Regions from separate parts of the Mus musculus genome. Here regions 2, 3 and 4 are each linked to region 1. Evidence: chromatin contacts called from public ChIA-PET and promoter capture Hi-C data. All regions are on one chromosome and are shown on one strand. The core of a region is the stretch at or near the end of the contact, and the rest is flanking DNA. Distances in the headings are between cores, read along the strand shown.

What was found. Promoter capture Hi-C pulls out the DNA fragments that hold promoters and counts their contacts. ChIA-PET counts read pairs in DNA pulled down with a chosen protein or histone mark. Capture Hi-C pulls out chosen DNA fragments and counts their contacts.
Region 2: an RNA polymerase II ChIA-PET map of memory CD8 T cells shows a contact between it and region 1, with 6 read pairs. The contact joins the enhancer-like site here to the promoter of Ppp2r3c in region 1. A contact is called at or near these places in 6 of 39 promoter capture datasets (embryonic stem cells, fetal liver, liver and 2 more), 2 of 115 datasets of contacts at active chromatin or transcription factors (memory CD8 T cells and microglia) and 3 of 9 other capture datasets (adipose tissue, liver and pancreatic islet).
Region 3: a promoter capture Hi-C map of liver shows a contact between it and region 1. The contact joins the promoter of Snx6 here to the promoter of Ppp2r3c in region 1. A contact is called at or near these places in 5 of 39 promoter capture datasets (cranial neural crest, frontonasal cranial neural crest, liver and 2 more), 1 of 484 Hi-C or Micro-C datasets (B cells), 9 of 115 datasets of contacts at active chromatin or transcription factors (the 230-238 cell line, the SCID.adh cell line, cardiomyocytes and 5 more) and 2 of 9 other capture datasets (embryonic stem cells and liver).
Region 4: a promoter capture Hi-C map of embryonic stem cells shows a contact between it and region 1, with 2.4 times the contacts expected there. The contact joins the promoter of Insm2 here to the promoter of Ppp2r3c in region 1. A contact is called at or near these places in 13 of 39 promoter capture datasets (the HPC-7 cell line, embryonic stem cells, hippocampal neurons and 4 more), 3 of 484 Hi-C or Micro-C datasets (cardiomyocytes and embryonic stem cells), 7 of 115 datasets of contacts at active chromatin or transcription factors (embryonic stem cells, large pre-B cells and stem cell-derived epiblast-like cells) and 5 of 9 other capture datasets (adipose tissue, embryonic stem cells, liver and 2 more).

What each region holds. Positions count from the first base shown.
Region 1 is chr12:55,301,476-55,304,565 of GRCm38.p6, forward strand. It overlaps Ppp2r3c (protein phosphatase 2, regulatory subunit B'', gamma), which reads right to left and starts at 1,525. Exons shown (of 14, transcript NM_021529.4): 1 at 1,440-1,525; 2 at 1,119-1,320. The coding sequence starts at 1,176. It overlaps Prorp (protein only RNase P catalytic subunit), which reads left to right and starts at 1,162. Exons shown (of 7, transcript NM_025373.1): 1 at 1,162-3,090. The coding sequence starts at 2,433.
Region 2 is chr12:55,015,659-55,018,731 of GRCm38.p6, forward strand. No RefSeq gene overlaps it. Among named protein-coding and RNA genes, the nearest start is that of Gm24296, 20 kb to the left of the region's middle. Within about 2 kb of position 1,348, at least 42 of the 459 cell types and tissues checked have an H3K27ac peak or open chromatin away from gene starts, as enhancers often do. A contact at or near this core is called in memory CD8 T cells, where this site is marked.
Region 3 is chr12:54,794,083-54,797,063 of GRCm38.p6, forward strand. It overlaps Snx6 (sorting nexin 6), which reads right to left and starts at 1,580. Exons shown (of 14, transcript NM_026998.3): 1 at 1,566-1,580; 2 at 1,372-1,419. The coding sequence starts at 1,571.
Region 4 is chr12:55,597,480-55,600,431 of GRCm38.p6, forward strand. It overlaps Insm2 (insulinoma-associated 2), which reads left to right and starts at 1,438. Exons shown (of 1, transcript NM_020287.2): 1 at 1,438-2,952. The coding sequence starts at 1,994.

The DNA of each region.
Region 1 (3,090 bases), core at 275-2,774:
CAGAAGAGAAGCCATCGAGTATATGAAAAGGAATGCAATCCAGTGAGGGACTTCAGGGACTCAAGTCCAATACACAGTTCTTAATAGAGACAGGGTTTCTCTGTGTAGCCCTGGCTGTTCTGAAACTCCCTGTAGACCACACTGGTCTCCAACTCAGAGATCCACCTGCCTCTGCCTCTCAAGAGCTGGGGTTAAAGCCACGTGCCACCACTACCTGGTGACAATACATTCTAAAGGTGAAGGTTGGTTGTAAGGATATATACCTAAGACCTGAGTGAAATGGTAACTGGAAACAGTTGAGGCTCTCCTTTATAAACTGCCTCTACTTCCTCTTTAAGATATATATATTTGAAAAATATGCTCATCGATTTAAGGTGAACAGTGGAGGGCAGACTGGAGGTTTGGGAAGATGAGCGGAATTAAGTGTAGAAAAGCAAACGCTCTTCTTGCAGATGCCACCAAAACAGACACTTCACCTTAGAACTCACCATGGTTTGGGTGTTCTTCTTTGTTTGAGTCTAGCCTTTAATGGCTGAGCCATGCCTACAACCAGGTTCTGTTTTTCTTTAGCCAATCGCAGCTGCCTGGGTGCTGGTGTGGAGCTGGAAGGATTTTACCAGACTGGAAAGCAAGTGTGAAGGACCAAGGAACGAGCAATGTAAAACGGATTCATGAAATTTAAAATGGAGGGTTAAGTGAAAGAGAGTTAAAAGGTGGCAGGGACTCGGGAGGCAGGAACAAAAAGGGTCAATAAGTCAAGTCTAGCCTCGGCTAGATGATAAAACGCTATTTCTAGGGAAGGAAAAAAACCTATAAGGATGAATTATAGGTCTTGAAAAGATTGAAGGTTTGAACCAAGGTTCGTAAGTCTGGTTCGTAAGTCTAAGATCGTGGAAAACTGAGGTCACCGTTATGCTCTCATTCCTAGCAGGGCATTTACCAGGGAAGTTTGGGTCACCCCTTGGTAGATCTCCAAAGCACATTCCACTCTGACTCCTTTGTCAGAGAAGTTTAACAGACAAAAGTACAGCTCTCACTAGCTCCTCCACCCTATCCACCCTGTCCGCCACTTCTAGCCTGGGGCGGGCTATCTAGAGGGCGGTCCCTCTCAAACTCACTCTTTGGATCCGTGTTGGGCGACGCTAACCGCCGGCGAAGCACGTCTTTCCAGTCCATGGTTGACTCCCGCTCAGAGGACCCTACATTTGCAGTTTGTTAAGAGCTCCACCCACTGCCAGCCGCGACGTCAGACTTCGCCAAGACAGGTGGAAGTTAATTAGGACGCCTGGACGCCATCTTGGGCACGGGCGGAAGCCTTGGCTACAAAGGAAAAAAAGAAAAAAGGAAAGGAAAGATGCTGTAGCTATTCCGGATACGGCGATCACGCTAGCATGGACGAAAATCAGACATGAAGTAGATGAAAAAATTATCCTTCTTACGGAGGTGTCGCAGCTCACCAAGCCGGATTTCTAAAGGCCAGAAGAAGCCTGCGTGACTTCTTCGCTTGGGCATTTAGCGCGTGCGCGCCACAGGTTACGGGACTCCATTGCCATTTCCGAATTGAGAAAAGCATTTTCGTCACATTTTGTTCTTTCTCTGGAAACCTTAACCGTTCCTACGATGTAATAGACGCAGCGGTATCCAGCCCTCTCGGATACTAAAAGTTTCAAAATTATCCTGGTTTGTTTATCTTCTCAGTACTCAACAGAACCCTGGAATTCAAGCGCTCCAGGCCCCAGCACCACGTTCAGCGCGGTGCGTTGTGGGTATTGTAGTTTTCACCGCGTTTATGGTTCCTTTAAGCATGAGTGGCGTGGTGAGTTGTTTAATGAAGTGAACTTCGTTTGTCGACCCTCCGTACAGTTAAGTCTGAGCTCTTTCTGGACCTCACTTCCTTCCCTATGATGTTTATGCTGCATTTCCATGGCCCCTCTTCTCCGAAGAGTTTTGCGGCCCGGAGAGAGTTGTGAAGAGCAAGGGACCCTAGACTGGCTTTTCTTGCTACTGCTGGGGCTGCGATTGGTGGTTCCTGTTCGTTGTTATTTATTTCCCTGTTCTAGCTCCTTTGGTATCCCGCCCCTCTTCGGGACCATCATAATCCACACGAGTCAAACTGGGAGTCCATGTGCTTTTTCCTCAGATTCGAAAATTGGAAGGTAACAGGCACTTCAGGATTCCCGTTCCGCCTTCTGGTTTAGGGATTGCTACTGGTGTTGGACGTCTTTGGATCCTTATTTAATAAATAGAACACGTGTGCTTTCCTTACCATTACATCGCTCCAAACACATAGTCTTGATTTGTTTGTAACGGAGAAACAAAAAAAGTCTCACTTTCAAGAACTGCGCTTCCATATCCTCGGGCCCCCAATACCTTAATTTTACGTAGTGGAGTGAAACTGTTTTATTTTTAAGTTTCATTCAACTCACTGCAGCATGACCTTCTATTTGTCTGGTTTTCGGAGCATCCCGAAACTTTGGAAGAGCAACCCTTACTTTGAGCTAGGCCCTGCGACCTCTTCTACCCCCTTCTTTCTCTGTGCCATCGGGAACCAACAAAGATGGTTTTCTGTTAAACCTACTACCCCTCCAAATAGCAAAGCACTCAATCTACTGGATACCAAAGCTAGGACACACAGGAAAGGGAATGACAACAATGGGCAGGTTTCTTCTGATCCTCATTACTTCGCTGCTGGAGCAGCTAAGAAGAGGTCCCACATAGGTGCTAACCCTCAGAATCAAGGTCATGCCTTGCCCGTGAGAAGCTCTGTCCAACTTCCAACTAAACCTTTGAATTCCGCAGAGTGGGATAAACTTAAAGAAGATTTCAAAGGAAAGGCCAGTTTTGAAGACTTCATCATTTCACAGATGGCACGCAACTGTTGTTCAGTAGATGTGGCCAAGTCTCTCCTGGCTTGGGTAGCAGCAAAGAACAATGGCATCGTGGGCTATAATCTACTCGTCAAGTATTTATATCTCTGTGTCTTTCATAAGCAGACGTCAGAAGTTATTGATGTCTATGAAATCATGAAAGCCAAGTACAAGAGTTTAGAATCTGGGGGTTATACCCTTCTCATCCGGGGATTGATCCACT
Region 2 (3,073 bases), core at 98-2,597, 290 kb before region 1:
TCAAGTCAGAATCTGCAGTAGTCTGCTGGCTTCAAAAAAAAAAAAAAAAAAGAAAGAAAGCTTGCTTTACCTCAAAGAACAGTACCATAAAATATTAAGAGAAAAAAGAGCACTTTGCGGGGTGTTCTGTCAAGTCGGGGAAGCTCGCCTTTGAATCCTGCCTCTAGCACTTAGAGCTCCAAGGTGCATTCTTTCTGGCTGTTGCTGATCTGGACATAGGCTTCATAACTGCCCCTGGATTGAGTTTTAAATCACATAATCATCTTTAGGATCATTCTTCTCTACTGTTGTTGGGAAGAAGGAAAAGGAAAAAAAAATTCCTTTGAAATATGGTTTCATTATATAGCCCTGGCTGGCCTGGAACTTGATATGTGGATCAGGCTAGCTTCAATTTTACAGAGATCCACTTGCCACTACCTCCCCAGTGCTGGATTTACAGGTATGTACCATCGCATCTGGGTTAAAAAGGGCAACTTTAAAGGTATTATAACTGATAAATATATGTTGAGTCCAAGTCTACTTTTGACATTTTATAAGCCCCCAAACTGAAATACATGTAATACCCTACATATTAAATATCTATCTTAATATCAGAGATCTCTAAGCTAGGTGGTGGTATATACACACAGGTAAAACTCCCATAAATATAAAATACAAAATAAAAGACATTTGCTTATGGTCGTTTATGGAAAAGAATGATCACTAGGAAACAGCATAGGTTCTGAGTACCACGCAAGATGGATTCCTTTCATTGAGCATGAAACCCAGAGCTTTGAGCATGCTAGGTCAGTGCTGTGGCTAAGCTATGTCCCAGTCATACCCACACACTCTCTTTGATTACATTATCACCTGGAACCTGCCTTCATGTATCACTGTGGCTGAACTGTGAGCGGAGCTGATGACTACCCTGGAAACTATTTATGGGTGTGCAGTTCTGACTGTACAAGAAATTAAGCTCTTTCAAACCAAAACCGGAACTAGTAGAGAGAAGTCAGATTATATCAGGTTCATGGCAAAAATTTTTAAGGACTATTATTTTATGTGTATGTGCCTGAGCATACGTATGTGTGTGTATCATGTTCAGGCAAGAGGCAGCAGAGGCAAGGAGTGGGCATTAGATCACCTGGACCTGAAGTTACAGACAGTTGTGAGCCACCCTAGAAACTGGTCCTCTGCAAAACCAACGAGTGTTCTTAAACACTGGGCCACCTCTCCAGTCCCTATAACAAGAATATTTAAGACAGAGGCCAGACATCCAGACAGGGACACATCTGTGAGTGAACAGGCAAGGCAGGATCATTTTTGATGGGTATCAGAGCAGAAAGATGAACAGGAAGGAAGTAAATTTCGTTTATCAGGGGCACTAAAGAACTGGTGAGGCTTCTTGCCAAGCCAGGCAGTTAGAAGCACTGTGATGTCCTGGGGACACAGTGTCATGCACAATGCTCTCAGATCGCTATTGTTTCCTCGGGAAACCCCGTTAGAAGACTTGCACATCCTTTTTGCTTTTGAAACAACTAGAACCCTGATGGCAGCCTGTAATTGTAGAGCTCTCCCTCCCAACCCCGATGCAATTAGGGGGCCTTAAAAATACCGGTGCCAACAGCTCCAACCTCCAGCCAATTAAATCAGTCTCTGAGGGAGTGAATCCAGTCCCCAGTAGCTTTCAAAAGCTCTCCCAGGTGAATTTAATGTTCAGTGAAAGTCAGGAATTACTTCCCTAGAGGAAAGTTCCTGCTGAATACTGCTTCCGAACTTTAATATGTGTACAGTAAATTGGGGGTGGGGCTTGTTAAAATGCAGGTTTTGACTTACTAAGTCTGGGTGGGGAACAAAGATTAGCAGTTCATAATAATCCCCCAAGTAATATGAGTGGGGTTGGGGTTGGTATACAGGTCACACATAGAGTCGTGGGCGGTAGGAAGAATACTTGCAATACGCTCTGGTCTGTATCTATTAAAAATTTAATACTGGGGTTGAAGAGATGGGTCAATGTTAAAAACACTGGCTGTACTTCTAGTGGACCCAGGTCCAATTGCTAGCATTGATACGGTCACTTACAACATGACACACTGACATGACACAATTGTTTGTTACTCCTGTTTCAGAGGACTCAATGCCGTCTTCTGGCCTCTGTGGGCACCAGGCACTCACGCAGTGCACAGGTATACATGGATCAAGAGCTCCAAATATTAATCCTGATGATTATACAAAAAAAGACAATGAACGATTCCATCTTGGAATTAAAATTTTTAAATTACTCTTGCAGGCCAAAATAAGGAAAAAACGTATTCCTTAGGGGGCTGAAGATATGGTTCAGTAATGAAAAGCCTGGGTTCAGTTTCCAGCACCCACATAGCAGTTCACAATCATTTGCACCTCCAGTCCCAGAGGACCCAGTGCCTTCTGGCCTCCAAGGGCACCAGGCACACGGACATTCAGGCAGGCAGACCACTTACACACCTAAAATAATCTCTTAAAAAGTATTTCTTAGAAGAAACAAAGTCTATTAAAACGGGCACGGCCGTGCAAGCTTTTAATCGCAGGACTTTGGAGATAGAAACAGGCTGATCTCTGTGAGTTAGAGGCCAGCCTGTTCTACACAGAGCTCTAGCCTAGCCAGGACTACACAGAGAGACCATGTTTTGTTTTAAAGCCTATCAGATAAGCTGATCTGGAGGCTGGACTGGTTAAGAGCACTGGCTGTTCTCATAGAGCAGTGGTTCTCGACCTTCCTAATGCTGCGACCATTCAATATAGTTCCTCATATTTTGGGGACCACCACCATGAAATTATTTCCATTGTCACTTCATAACTAATTTTTTACTGTTATGAATCACAATGTAAACATTTTTGGAAATAAAGGTTCACCAAAGGGATTGAGACCCACACGTGGAAAACCCATGTTCTAGAGGAAGTAGGTTCAATTTGCAGAATTGGTAGCTTACAACTGTCTATAATTCTAGTTCCAGAGGATCTGATGCTGACTTGGGCCATGGGGCATCAGGCATGAAAGCAAAAACAGCCCCCCACACACATAAAATAGAATAAATTTATTTAAAAATAAGATAGT
Region 3 (2,981 bases), core at 330-2,829, 510 kb before region 1:
TTCAGCTCCCAGCATCCACACAGATTGCTCTCAAAACCACCTGTGACACCAGCCTCTGGGGTCTGACACTGTCTGACCTCTACAGAACTTGTTTGTACACAGTTGCACCTACCCACCACACAGACAAAGAATCTCTTACCAACAACAATATCCTGCACGGTTACCATCTATCCTGAATCCACTAACACCTGCATCTCTCACATTTTCTAGGATGGATAAGTAGCCGCAAAATAGAAAACAAAAGGAAAACTAGGCTAGGAGGCATGCACCACATCCACACTTGGGAGGCAGGAAAAAAATTGCTTTGTACAAGGAAACTTGTTTCAAACCAAGTTTCTGGACAAGTGTGAGCTGCTGAGTGATAAAATGGTGACAATGAAACTTTGCTTAGTGGCAGTCATACATTAGTAACAGTGCACCTGTACAAGGCTCTACATGCAATGCTATCTTTCACTAAGACAAATGGAGTGCTGCTGGGGGGATGCAGTGGGAGCGAGAAATGAGACCTTTGAACAAGGGGCAGGAAGCGGGGAGGGGGGAGAGTGGTCAAAGGATACAAACTTTCAGTTTTAAGTTCTGGATACTTAATGTACAGTGGAGTGACTAATAATAATGGATACTTGAAACTCTGCTGAGAGCAGACCAAGTGCTCTCCTCAAAAAAGAAAATGAAGGTACCTGAGTAAGGTCCCGAGTGAGGTCTGTGTTCATTAACTTGACAATGGTAATTATTTCACAACCTCTACACGCATCAAAATATCACGCTGTACATCTTTATATAAATTATTATTTTGTAAGTCATACCTTAACATGAGCTAGAGATGGGAGACAATATCGAGAGAATCCTGAAAAGGATGGGGATTGAGGAATATACTAGAAAAAGTAAAGATACTGAAAGCGACCCGTTCTTTAAAAATCTTTTAGGGCAAAACTGAGATTTGCTGATTGCAAAAAAATCATTACAAAAGAGTAAATTTAGACCAAATCCATACCATTCAGCAGAGAAAGGAGAAACGAGGTTCCAGAAAGCCACAGAAAGATTTTGACGGTACCACCGGGAAGGTCTGAAAATGGGTTTCGTGGCCCAGAGAGTCAAGGATGGGGGCGTTCCAACCCGGCCACCCCACCTGCAGCGGGGCCTGGGAAAAGCAAGCTCAGCACAGGGTTGGATCGCCCACCTAGGGCGAGAAAGCGGCCACGGGACCAGCGGAACCGAGAAGCGCCCGACCCCAGGGACGAAGGGCTGCAGAAGGGCGGGGCGCGCGTCGCGGAGGTCGGGAGGGCGACCCAGGGCGGCAGCGCAGCCTGGACCCCTTCTCGGGCCACGGCGGGGGAGGGACCGAGGGTCGAGACCACAGAAGACACAACTTACTCCGCGGTCTTCCTCCGAGAGGAAGTCGGGGCCGTCATCCAGGCCTTCCTGTGGGGTCGGCGGGCCCAGCACACCGAAGGGGAGGCAGGGAAAGGGGGAGACACAAAGAGAGACATTAGCGCCCAGCCCGCGCCGTCCCCGCGCCCGCCGCCCCCACCGCGCGCCCCGAGTTCGGCGCCGCCGTGAACACCCACCATCATGGCTGCTTCGAGTCCAGGGCTCGCGCAGTCGCACAAGCAAGGCCACGAACCTAGTCGGCCGCGCGGGTGGGGCGGAGGGCGGAGCCGAGCGCCAGCCCCGCCCCCCGCCCGCTCTAGGAGGGGGAGCAGTCCCTGAAGGGGAAAGGACGCAGGGTCCTTTGCTCCAGGTAAGAGGGAGGGTTGGCCCAGAGCGATAGTCGCTGCTCACTGCTGGCGAGCTCAGGCTTGGGAAGGCCCCAGGGCCACCCGGAGAACGGTCCACGTCTCTTGCCCCCGAGGGCCCCTAAAAAACTGTACCAGTACTCCCAGGAAGTCACAGTAAATATTCTTGTCTTTGTATTGAGTTACATGATGATTAATCACCATTAATACCATATTGCCTGTGGAAGTTTCAGGAGCCAAAAGCCTTCACACAATAAGCAGACAGGGGCTATAATCAAGCTTTTACTGCTGGGGAAGTAATAACTACCTCAGTTTGGGGTGCTAATGACCGAGCACTATAAAAACAGAGCCGTTCTCATTACAAGAGTATTCCTTGCCTGTATACTAAGAAACAATCGCCAGACCTGATCTAACTGTCCAGCTGAGTAGCAGGAAAGGAGCATCCACAGATGCTTCAAGAAAATAATCCCTTGGGCCAGCATGTTGGTTTAGCAGTGAGGAAAAGTACTTGCTGCTAAGCCTAGAGGCCTGAGTTCAAGCCCCAGGACTGACCCACAAGGTAGAATGGTACTGCAGATTGTCCTTTCACACACACAAAACCAATAAATAAATAAATTTTATAAAAATAATCATTTCTAACTTACCACACTTCACTTCTACAAAGGATCACTCAAGCAAAGCTGTGTCTCCACTTTTATTTATTTATTTATTTATTTATTTATTTAGAGACAGGGTTTCTCTGTATAGGCCTGGCTGTCCTGGAACTCACTCTGTAGACCAGGCTGGCTTCTGACTCAGAAATCTGCCTGCCTCTGCCTCTGCCTCCCAAGTGCTGGGATTAAAGGCGTGTGCCACCACCGCCCGGACTATTGTGTCTCCACTTAATGACATCATCACTCTCAAGGTCCAAGCCTGGTTTCGACTTGTCCTCTTCAGATCCTTCATCTCCTCATGCCTCACATCCAAACAAATACCACCGTGTCTGCAATTGACTCATTTTCTCCACCTCCCTTCCTACACATATACATGTAAATAACGATCTGCTGGTGTGAATCTTCTCTCCACCCCTGGCCTTACTAGCATCTCAGCCTTCCTGGCTCTGACAATGACACCCTAATTTCAGCCAAGAAGCAGTTACAGAGAGATTCCATTGCCCTTTATCATCAACAAAAAGTCTGAAATGACCAAAGTGCACATGCTGGCCAGCCTCCAGGCTCTCAGCATCTCAAATATCTACTACAGGGCCCA
Region 4 (2,952 bases), core at 188-2,687, 300 kb after region 1:
AGTCAGCAAAAACTATTAAAATTCTTACTAAGCGGATGCGCATCACAACGTTTCCATCCCGAGCGCTTCCGGTGTCGCATGCATTTCATTCCTTCCTCACTGAGCTCTGCAGTGCACACATGCACCTTCCCATCCTGGGGCCTAGTGTCATGATGTACTCTGAGTTCCGTCTGATGCTGATGGCTAACTCATCATCTGCAGTAGAGGTGAGTTCCTCGACGTAATCTCAGCGTATTTACAATCACCAACAATACTGTGACAAAGAGTTTTCTTTATCCATATTTTCTAGAAAGTTGTTAATTAAGAATGAAAAAAAAATGTGGTATTGTTTTCCAGGAAGGTTGTCATTGAAGAGGGTGGGGGAGCAGCACTGGAGCTGGTGGAAAACACGAGCCAATATGCTTTGCTTCAGGAAAAAGCCTCGTGGGCAAGGGGTAGGATGAGATGAATTTGAGTGAGAAGTCAGCCCCGAGGTCACTGACATGTTGGAAATGACCAGCTCAGGAAACCAAGCTTATTAACCTACTTAGCACTTTAGCATTTTAATGATTCGGGATAGGAATTTTGATTGTAAAATCTCACACTTACTGTACGCCGCTCGCTCCACACTGTTTAATGGAAAGCATCATAACTGCTGAGCTTAATCCAGTCCTTAAAGTACAGCAGGACAGAAAACCAGAGGATCCAGGGTATTTGGTTAAGTATTATATTGTGAAACTTTATTGTGTGTGCATGCGCGCATGCCTGCTTAAGCATAACCTGATGCATAGCCAGAGATAAACAGACCTTCATGTCTCTTTCCTTAAATACTGTCCTCCATGTGAAATTACTTCACTGATGATGGGACTCAGCCTGCATTCCACTTTAACTGAGTCTGCTTTTAGTTCTGTTTATCGAGGAGCTCCGAGCACGGGTCTTTCCCTTTCCTCTTCTCACATTGCATGGGTTTTGTTATAAAGGCTGATACGGTACCTCTGTCGAATAGGGCTAATTATTTCACCGTTCAATCAGTACTACAAACCTACAAATCTCTTCAGGTTCTTAACTACAACAACGAAGTGCCCAGCTGGTGGCAAGGGGCCCAGAGGACAATCTGTTGAGTTGGTGTACTGCACATCTTTTGCAGAGTGTCTCTTGTCATGTAGAGGGAAGCAGGTGTAATGCCGATTCCACCAGCATTTCTCACTCAATCTCCTCCATGCTAAACAGGCCAGTTAGGCATTAAGTCATGTCTCTGGGTAGCTTAAGTGGAAAGTGTGAACAGAGAAACCACTTTATGTGAGGACAGTCGAAAATTAGATCCCTTCCCCTCCCCACTCCTCTTCCCCAAGGGAGGGGACACTTATCAGCCAAGAGCTCGGCGCCTGAACCGTGCAGCGTCCTGAGCTCCAGAGGTTTGCCAGCACGCACGATCTGCGGCGCCGAGAGCTCTTCTCCCCAGATGAATTCTCATAGTATCACAGAAGCGCGCAGTCCCGATCGATACTGGATGGCAGACGTGCTCCCGCCGTCAAGTGTAGGCACAGGGCGGTGGATTTAGCTGCCCTGCAGTTCGCTCGCAGCTTCTCATCAGCTCAGTACTGGCGGAGGGACGTTAACCCGTTCCCGCGCGGATTCCCGCCCTGTCGCGGTGGCCGTCCCTCCTCTGACCTCCCGAGGCGGCCGAGCCTTTCAGAGCGACGCCCAGGCGTGGGCCTGGTCAGTTCTCGGCGCGTGGCGGGCTGGTGGCTCTGGCTCCCTAGCGCGAGGTCCCCGGAGGCTGCACTGGGCGCCCCAAGCCCCTTCGTGCCCGCTCGTCTTCCCGCGTCTCTGTCGGGGCGCCCGGCCGGGTGGAGGCCCCGCCCCGGGACCCGCTCCCACTCCTGATTGGCCGGCACAGCCCGAGGGGCCCGGCCCGACCCGGCCCGGCGTCTCAGCTATAAAGCGGGCGGCCGCATGCCCGGCTCCGTCCAGCCCTCCTAGCTCCGGGGCTCGCCCGGGCACCCGACCCACCATGCCGAGGGGCTTCCTGGTGAAGCGAACCAAGCGCTCCGGCAGCTCCTACCGCGCGCGCCCGGTGGAGCCGCTTTTCCCTCCTCCGGGTCCCCTCGCGGCGCAATCCTCACCGGAGGAGCCCGGTCGGGGACTTTTGGGGTCCCCCTGCCTCGCACCTCCGCAGGACGACGCCGAGTGGGGCGCGGGTGGCGGCGACGGCCCCGGCCCCAGCCCCGCGAGGCCGGCGGGCCCCGAGCTGCGCCGCGCGTTCCTGGAGCGCTGCCTGCGCTCTCCGGTCTCTGCGGAGTCCTTCCCCAGCGCCACCGCCTTCTGCTCCGCGGCGCCCGCGGCCGTGACCTCCGGGGAGGAGTTGGTACCGCCGCAGGTCCCTGTATCCGTTCCAATTCCCGTCCCCGGGCCCGCCCCGCATGGCCTCCAGCGCCGCGGTAAGGGTGCCCCAGTCTGCGCCTCAGCGCCGGCAGCCGTCAGGAAACCTAAGGCGGTGAGAAGGCTGAGCTTCGCAGATGAGGTGACCACGTCCCCGGTGCTGGGTCTGAAGATCAAAGAGGAGGAGCCCGGGGCTCCGGCACGGGCTCTGGGCGGCGTCCGCACCCCGCTGGGGGAGTTCATCTGCCAGCTGTGCAAGCACCAGTACGCGGACCCCTTCGCTCTGGCTCAGCACCGCTGCTCCCGCATCGTGCGCGTCGAGTACCGCTGTCCCGAGTGCGACAAGGTCTTCAGCTGCCCCGCGAACCTCGCCTCCCACCGCCGCTGGCACAAGCCACGTCCCACGCCTGCCTGCGCCGCGAGTAAACCTCCCCACGCGCCTCTGACCCCTCCGGACCCTTCCCTGGCGACGGGCAAGGAGAACGGCCGCGTGCCGCGGACCGACGATCAGCACCCGCAGGCTCCGGACAGCTCCGGAGACGGTCAGCACCGGGACAGCGCCGCGCGCCCGGGCCTACAGGCTCTAGTGTA